2 separate regions of the Mus musculus genome follow, and region 1 is linked to region 2. A link is a contact called in public HiChIP or PLAC-seq data. All regions are on one chromosome and are shown on one strand. Each heading gives the region's core, a stretch centred on a gene start, on an enhancer-like site or on the middle of the called end of the contact. The rest is flanking DNA. Distances are from core to core; before and after follow the strand shown. Region 1 has its middle 73 kb from the start of Gm52008. Region 2 has its middle 250 kb from the start of Gm52008.

The links. HiChIP or PLAC-seq counts read pairs in DNA pulled down with a chosen protein or histone mark.
Region 1: a contact with region 2 is called in an H3K27ac HiChIP or PLAC-seq map of double positive thymocytes, with 3 times the contacts expected there. The contact joins two enhancer-like sites. A contact is called at or near these places in 1 of 484 Hi-C or Micro-C datasets (nephron progenitors) and 4 of 115 datasets of contacts at active chromatin or transcription factors (the SCID.adh cell line, double positive thymocytes, memory CD8 T cells and 1 more).

What each region holds. Positions count from the first base shown.
Region 1 is chr12:107,182,184-107,186,402 of GRCm38.p6, reverse strand. No RefSeq gene overlaps it. Among named protein-coding and RNA genes, the nearest start is that of Gm52008, 73 kb to the right of the region's middle. Within about 2 kb of position 2,907, at least 39 of the 459 cell types and tissues checked have an H3K27ac peak or open chromatin away from gene starts, as enhancers often do. A contact at or near this core is called in the SCID.adh cell line, double positive thymocytes, memory CD8 T cells and 1 more, where this site is marked.
Region 2 is chr12:107,360,600-107,365,024 of GRCm38.p6, reverse strand. No RefSeq gene overlaps it. Among named protein-coding and RNA genes, the nearest start is that of Gm52008, 250 kb to the right of the region's middle. Within about 2 kb of position 2,739, at least 33 of the 459 cell types and tissues checked have an H3K27ac peak or open chromatin away from gene starts, as enhancers often do. A contact at or near this core is called in the SCID.adh cell line, double positive thymocytes, memory CD8 T cells and 1 more, where this site is marked.

The DNA.
Region 1 (4,219 bases), core at 1,658-4,157, 180 kb after region 2:
GATGCCCATCTTCCTGACATGGCTTCCGTGCCAATGCTAGGGAGTGAACTGAGGCCGCGTGATGTGGAGACCTCACCCTGTGGTCAGGAGATGCTCGCTGAATCTTTCTGCATTTGCTGGCGAGTCGTCCATATGGAACGTTTCTGCTCAAATTTAACAGGAACTGCAGCCCAACTTTCTCATGCCTGGCAGGAAGAGAAAAGAGACACATTTGGGGGCGATGGGTGAAGCTGCCTTTCTACCTGTCTTCTGGGTTCCATCTGAACTTGATGTGTGTGTGCATGGTGATGCACTATCACCCCCACCTCTAGATTCCAGGCACACAACTCAGAACTTCTTGCAGCCTGTTTTTTTATGCAGCCCCTTGGCTTACTCCAGAGACCTATGGCTCTTGCATCTACTTTGAAAGGACCTTGGCTGACTCCCCTTCTTGTGGTTATGGCCTCTGCGCCTGTCCGTCTCATCGCTCTGCTTGTTTTAATGGCAACATTAGGGGAGTCTCAGAATGCCCACTATGCTCTCTGTGTTGTCATGCATGTGCATGGGATATTGAGCCCCTCCCAGGTCAGGGACAGAATGCCTTCCACTTCCTGGTACTGGGCATCTGTCCCGCAAACATTTCCTAAGCTGAGTCAAGTTATACTCTGCTTGGAGTAAACAGGCCCATGATGCACACTGTCTTTGATAAAGAATTTATTTCTGGAAATGTGGAGCCTCAGTCTGCTGAAGTACAGGTGTTGCAGGACAGGGTCACCAATACCTCTGGGAATGTGTTCTTCTGCTTGGACACCGTCCTGATTCTGGTTCCCACACCACCTAATCTATGCCTTGTCATGCATAGGTCATAGGCTGGCATCTTGGTCTACTCAATTCTGCTTGAACTGACCCTCTGTTTCTGCTTTTATAATGGCTGCCATTGTGTTCTCACAGGCAAATGGTCCCCCAGCTCTCCTAAATAACGGTCTCTCCTAGTGCTTCAAAAGAGTTATCTCCCAGAGAGCGGGAGGCAGGCTGTATGCTGAACAGTGCTGGGTGATAGTGAGACTGATGTATTCAGAAAATGAATAACATCTGCTTCGGGAATCATGGTTGGTCTCAGGCCTCTGAGCTCACATCAAACACACAGGGCACTCAATGAGCATGCTGTGCACGGCCACGGCCACAGATGAGAGCAAATGTCGAGACAGTCACGCTGCCTTCCATCTATCAGCGACCTGGTCTGAGATGAGCATGGTGGACCCTTTCATGGCTCAGCCTGGATTCACTCACCAAAGTGTAGATGTGATATGCCATAGCTTAAGAAAAAAGAGACTGACACGCTGAGCTAGCCTCCAGTCCTGAGCAAGGGGCAAGGCTATAATCAAACCAAAGTAGTCACAATTCCAAACAGGGCTCTTTTGACATTTCCATGCTGTTGCCAACTGTGACCAACCAGGCATGCTCAGAAGAGAGGGAGTTCCCAGCTCATCCTCGAGGAGACGAGACCACTGATTTCAGAACCAGCTTCCTGTACTTGGTGCAGCTTGGTCCTGAGGATGGAGCCCGCCCAGAGCCATGCTCTCATCTTTGCAGCTGACCCCAGGCTTGTTTCTCAATGACTTCTACAGATCCAGAGGGACCATGAACATCTATCTACAGCCCTGGTTCCTCACCTGCATCTCTGATGCACAGAGATAGGACTGGGGAAAGCGGCTGCCTGCCTTTTAACCATGCCTGCCTGCCTGACTCTCTCTCTCTCTCTCTCTCTCTCTGTGTGTGTGTGTGTGTGTGTGTGTGTGTGTTTTCTGTCTCTCTTCTTTCAGGGTTAGAGAAACTGGCAGATTGCCCTCAGTTTGTTTCGAGTAGGCTTCCTTTGAGTGCTAAAAAGGAAAGAGTCAAGAACAAAGAACACAAGCACACAGCACTGCACGTTTCTAAGACAATATAAAAAGTTGTTCAGACAATTTGCAAGGAGACTAACAATAAGACCTGAATGATATTTTCCCCTACTGTTGCCACAGTGACAAGGGCCCACAGGCTACACTGGGGTCATGGACCGTTTCCATTGGTCCCCAGTCAAAGGGTTCTGGCATGATCATCTGACTTTTAGGAAGACTCATCTCTTGTTACAGGGCTAATTTTACATCTCAGACCATCTCTCAGTGTCCTGAAAAGGGAAGAGGAAGGCAGATGGATGATTTTTCAACTGACAGGCAACCAGCTGTCAGTACCTGATGACCATGTGTACTGTCCCAAGCAAGGTGCCTCCCCAGCTTTCAGGGAAGCGGAGAGAAGCTCAGAGGTATTTGGGGTACATCACCAGGGAACGTGGGATAAAGGACTCAGAACCGAGAAGAGACTATGCATCATCTCCATCGTACAAACTCTCAGGGCCCCTCTCTCTCAGGCAGAGGGGGAAGAAGGACCCGGTTCATCTCATTCCTGGGGTTCATATTCTGCTGAGGGGATTGGTGGAGGGAACATGAAGGCAGAAATCCTTCTGAAGATTCAGGGGGAGTTGGGCGCTTTGAGAGGGGCTAGAGATCACCAAATCGCTCACAGCTCGCAGCCCGAGGGACTCTGAGGCGGCTAGGTTTCATTGGGGTCCAGGAGCAAAGGAAGGAGTCAGACACGTGGGGAGAGGGATGAGACCCGTGAAAGAGAACGTAGTCAAGCTGGGCAAGGCAGAGAGAGGCTCCAAGGATTGGAACACGCGTCGCTCATTTACCTGAAGCCGCTTCTTACCTCAAAGCCCAGAAAATGGCACAGAAGGGAAAGAGCAGGAGGACAGAGAAGAGCGTTGTGAGAAAATGCGGCTGTTTGGATACAGTGTAATCTTTGCACCATGTGTGCGCAGCAGCTAAGGACCCCTGCACAGGTTGGGTCCTTCGACTTAGCACAGTGTTGGAGCCCCGCCCCTTCCTGAGAAGCCGAAGGCTGCTGATTGGTGCTATAAGAGAGGCTCTCATTTGTCTAATGGTGTAGCCTCCAGGGAGGGGTTGAGAGGGAAAGGGGGTGGGCGGCTTTGAGAGGGTGATGGGGCAAATACAATCACAACATATTGTCTGCACATATGAAGCGGCCAAAAACAAAGCAAAAAGCAGAAGTGACAAGTGGGTGGCATCCTTGGAGGTCGCCTGCGTCCTGGGAAACGGAGTCAGGGGTTTCATTGCAAATGCTTAGGGCAAGGGAAAGCTGAAGGTTTCCCTCCGTGAGCTTTGGGAAATATTAAAGTTTTGCTGATTTACACACACACACACACACACACACACACACACACACACACACACACTGGTGAGCTATGTGCCTGTAACGGAGGGGTGTGACCCCAGAGATGGTTCTTCATCCCTGAGGCCCAGCATAGGATCTCTGCCTCTTCCTGCATCTGCTTTCCTCCCTAAAACCCGAAGTGAGCATACTTGGCAATAGTGAGTCTTAGAACCTGTGAAATATCTCAACAGAGCTTTTGGAAAATTGAAGGTACCAAACTGTGCGTGGCCAGACTTGCCTATCACACAGCCCTGGTGCCGGGAAGACAGGATTGTAAATTCAATGCAAATTTGAATTACCTAGAGAAATTCTGTTTCCGGAAAAAAAAAAAAAGGCAAAGTGAAAGAAATGAAGAGACAGACGTTTCAATGTTATTGTCAGACGAAGGGTTAAAATTGACCCTGAGGAGAGTTAAAGGATGCTTGGGAACATAGAGGGGACAGCCATTTTCTCACACACTGACATTGCGATTAGCAGCCTCATCAAGAAGCTCAGAGATGTACTACCACTAATCCCAAGATGTAAGGCACGAAAAGATAGATCTAGAATTCTAGCCAGTTCTAGGAACCCAGTGTTGCTTGCAGTGCCCCATCCTGCCTTTCGGGACATCTAGATTCAAGGTTAGCTGGAGGGTGGTCGTGGATAGCAGGCAGGGCAAGCGGGTGGGAGAGCTGGCGGGCATACATAGTCTGTGCCTTTGTTTCCCGGTTTGGTTTCAGGCTGTGTGAATCTCTCGGCCTGCTCTTTCACTTTGAGCTGGGTGTTCACACACTTCTCACGAAATCCAACCCGCGCTTCGTTGGTTCCGAGGTGAGTGGGGAGGAACTGCTGAGCCAGGCCCATGGCTGGCCCCATCAAAGGTGCTGGCCAGGCCTCTAGCCCTAGGTCTCAAGCTTGCGGCCCACGGCTTCCTCCAGGCCAGGACGCAGCAGCCAGCTCACCTTGTTTCGAGTTTCTGTTCGGTCTCCTT
Region 2 (4,425 bases), core at 1,490-3,989:
ACACAACTACTCTTGAAGAAAAACATGGGAAACTTCATAAATCCATGTGCCTTTTCTTAATAGGAACCCGTTAATCCACTGTTTTGTTCCAAGTGAGGTGTGTGTGTGTGTGTGTGTGTGTGTGTGTGTGTGTGTGTGTTGCCAAAGCACGCTTGGGGTCGTATAGTTTAGGGATGGTGGAGCAGTCCTTATGGGTTTGTTAGGAGATTTAATACTGACCCAGTTACAAGATTCCTGGCTCGCAGTAGACAGACAACAGAATTGTTACTATAATAGGCACACTAGCCCCCATGGCACAGATAGGGTCCAATGTAGTAAAGTGTGAGGTCACAACCTGGCAAGAAGAAATTCCTTCCATAAGATCTGCTCTGCCTTTCACAGACTGAGGCCTCCAGGATGGGTGAGGGGTACAGTGAGGGATATCAGCAAAGGAAGTGAGATGGGCCTGGGAGATGATCAGTGGATAACAACTTGCCTTATAAGCATGAGAGACTTGACTTTGATACTCAGGCTTAGGGATGGTATTAGGGTTGGCGTTAGGGTCGACGTTAGGGTTAGGGTTAGGGTTAGGGTTAGGGTTAGGGTTAAGGTTAAGGTTAGACAGACATGGTACTAAGCACGCACAACCCAAATCCTGGGGAGGTATAGAAAGGCAGATCTTTGTGGCTACTTGGACAGAGAGCCTAACCTGATTGGAAAATCTTAGGTCTTAGAAAGAGACAGTGTCTCAAGAAAACAAGGTGGATGACTACTGAGGAGCAATGCTTAAATTTGTACACACACACACACACACACACACACACACACACACACACAGAGAGAGAGAGAGAGAGAGAGAGAGAGAGAGAGAGAGAGAGAGAGATTCAGACACACAGAGAAAGATAGACATACACACAGACATACACAAACACACAGAGAGACATACAGAGATACACACACAGAGAGACATATACATATATGCACACACACAGAGACATACACACACAGACATACACAAACACACACACAGACATACATACAGAGATACACACAGAGAGACATACACACATATGCATACTCATACATACATACACACACATATACACATACATACATACATACATACGTACACACATCAGAGAGAGAGAGAGAGAGAGAGAGAGAGAGGGAGGGAGGTGGTGTGGACAGTGAACAGCAGCTGTGACTTGGTCTGCTTGCTTAGCCTATGCGCAGCATGAGGCATGAGGTATTCACAGATCCTAACAAAGCTTTTTGAGCTCAGCTCATCCATCAGGCAATGCTTGTCAGAGCAGCTACCTTGTCTGGGGATGGGAGCATGCCTTTGACTGTGTTGTTTGTCTTGGATCAAAAGCATCCTTTGCAAGGGACTCTCCCTGCTTCCTGGTCAGGGTAGAGCAAGAGCCTGTATTCTCCTCATGTGCAGCGTGGAGCTGAGACATCCTGGTCCCTCTGTTAAGGGTGCCCCCTTCCCCCCCCCCCCACCCTGTGATCTGCCACCTCTGCTCTCACGGGCATGGGAACCACTTGTTCATGTCAGAGGAGTCGGCTGTGACAAGAACATTAATTTCTTTGCACAGACATGTGTCCTTGTCACTCGTGAGAAACATTGCAATGTTGAACACTCGTCTGCACACAGAAACAGGCGACAGTACTTCGTTCCAGAACAAGCCATTCAATGGGGGTGGGGATGGGGGTGACAAGCAGGTGATGATCTGTGCTTACCCCTCAGGCTGCACGACAGGATCTACCTAAAAGCTCAGGTCACTGCCAGTCACTCGATCTTTACCATTGTCATAGTGTCCTTCGATCCACTAAGTTTGCCACAGGGAAGAAAATGAGTTTCTGGGTGTAGAAGAAGAAACTTCCGTTTTGAGAAGGTTAGGGAATCCAACACTCCCTTCTGACCTCTATAGGTTGCTTCATGCCCATAGGGCACATATATCTAGGTGAACACACATACACATAAAATAAATACACAAATGTAGATATTCAAAGTCATTCTCTTTCAAGTAGTATCTTTTGGAAAATATAAATTTAGATTAATTCCTGGCAAGGCTGCAAAGAGGACCTGTTAGTTGTTAGACCACAGGCTGAACACAAAGTAAGGAAAATATTGACCTAGTTAAAGCTGAACTTTTCTATCTATTCTAGACAAACCTTGTGGGGTCTGCTATATAAATCCAAAATTCCACCAAAATTGTTATCCTAAGCATAGACAGTACAATGGATTTCAGTTCATGGTTGCCAGCTGGACCACCACCATATGGAGGTTTCTTTAGTAGCCAAGGGAGTGTCCCTCGATGGTAACCAACACGGGCCAAGGAACTTCAAACTGAGGATTAATTAAGTATTGGTTTCCATTGGCTTTAGCAAAGTCAAGGGCACGTAAGAGGTGTTCAACTTCCCACAGAAGAGAGACAGGGTATCGGTATAGTTTAGACTAATAAATCCTTACAACAGCACCTGCATGATGGTGGAAACTTGAGTTTCTAAGAACATGCCACCTCTGGTTGGATTTAAACAGAAAGGTGGCTTTGCTCGCTCATATTTCCTACCAGGCAAACCCGGGAAGGATTCTCCTATGTCACACAGTCAAAGGTGTCCTGGGCACGCGTATCAGTTATATGTGGTAGGGGAGAAAGGATGTGTGATGTTTCTGTCTACTCCATTCTTAGCGGGGACAGACCTTTGTCGCTGGAGGCAGGCTAACAAAGAGAAAAACAAACACAAGTTTAATGCCAGCTCGGTCTACTTCCTGTACAGATGTGAGACAGCTCAGAGAAGAGCTGATCTCCGGAGAGATCTCGGTGTGTTATCTTAGACCTGAGGCTTTAACACTCTCTTCTCTAAGCCTGAGAAGAATGAAAGCAGGGTGGGCTCGAAGTAAGTCCAGTTGAGATAAACCAACCAGGGAAAATACCAAGAAACCAGGGTACATTTTGTACTATAGATTTAAGTAGAACAGACTTCTGTGGTAAGCATCTCTGGTCATTCAGGGTTGCTCTCGATGGTATAAAGGTCACACACACACACACACACACACACACACACACACACACTGCCCCCACTCACAGTAAATCACTCGCAGATGTAAATGTCTCCCATGGAAATTTTCGAAGTGACCCCTGTATGTATGTACAATTTCTTAAAAACAGAAAATAGAAAGCAAAACCAAACAAAACCAGCTCAAAATAAGCCTTGCGCCAAAGAGGCACGTTCCACAAGTTGGGCCTGTGGCACGTGCTGGCCTGTGGCAGTTGTGTCTCACAATGGAGTATAGTGTGTGCTGACTACCATGGAGAGTGACAGTTCAATCATTTAGGACAGTCTTCTGGAAGGCTGAGAGTAGTGTTAGTTTAGTAGGCCCACCATAGTGCGGCGGCATGGGCAACAAGACCTTAGTGCCTCACAGTTTAGAAGGCCGAGGTGGTCGGCATGTCAGCAGGTTGACTCCTTCTGCAGTCCTCCCTCCCTCCTTAGCCTGCTGATGCTCTTTCCCATGTGTTGTTAGTCAACTCTTCCCTTTTTGTTTATCCAAGTCCATATTTTCCCCCTTTTATCAGAGCAGCAGTCCCCAGGACTAGGGTGCACCCTACTAAAGGCAGTTTACACGATCACCACTTTAGAACCCTGGCCTGTACACGCTGGGTTTTAGACATTAGGGATTTAACATATGAATGCATCAGTCCCAACTCAGCCCCTAACAGGGAAACCCCCTGGCACCGATGAGAAAACTCAGGCATAGAAATTTGGTCAAGGTCACCCAGTGAACAAGTAGAGAGCTTGGTTTCAATTCTGCGCAGGTCCAGGCTTTTTAGCGTGAGCTGGGCAAAGTTCTACGGAAATCCAAACCTGCATCTGAAACAGGAAAGGTGAGGTGGCTGGAATGGAGGTGAACCACAGCGGCTATGTCAGGAGCGCCACAGCACTGACACAGAAATGTGGAGTCGGGAATTGGCAACAGGTGCTGACTGAAGGTCTGGAGCTAGCAAGGGCACAGTGTGAGCCCGTGTCACATTTCCTTAAGGTCCTGAGTGGAGACAGCCAGCCCTTGATCAGAGCTTCATCTGGTGTACAGCAGCAGGCACAAGCTCTTTAAGGCTAGAAAGACAGGGATGCGGCCCGTGAGCCACTTCTCCCCCATATCACAGAGCTGCCACTAATATGAACAATGGGCGGTCTGCTTGCCGCTAATTGTGCTGGGAGAAGAGAGCAATGCTCGCATGAGTGTTCAGGCACACGAGAGACATCATCAACACAGTCTGAAACATCACCAGCTCCTGTTCAGGACTGATCTGCAATTGTAAATCCATTAGTGCTGCGCATGACTACTAAGAACCTGCACGTTTGCCAAGGAAGCTGACGTGCTTCTCTGCGAGGGAAGCATATACCCTGTGGGGGGGAAATAATTCTCTTCCTGTGCAA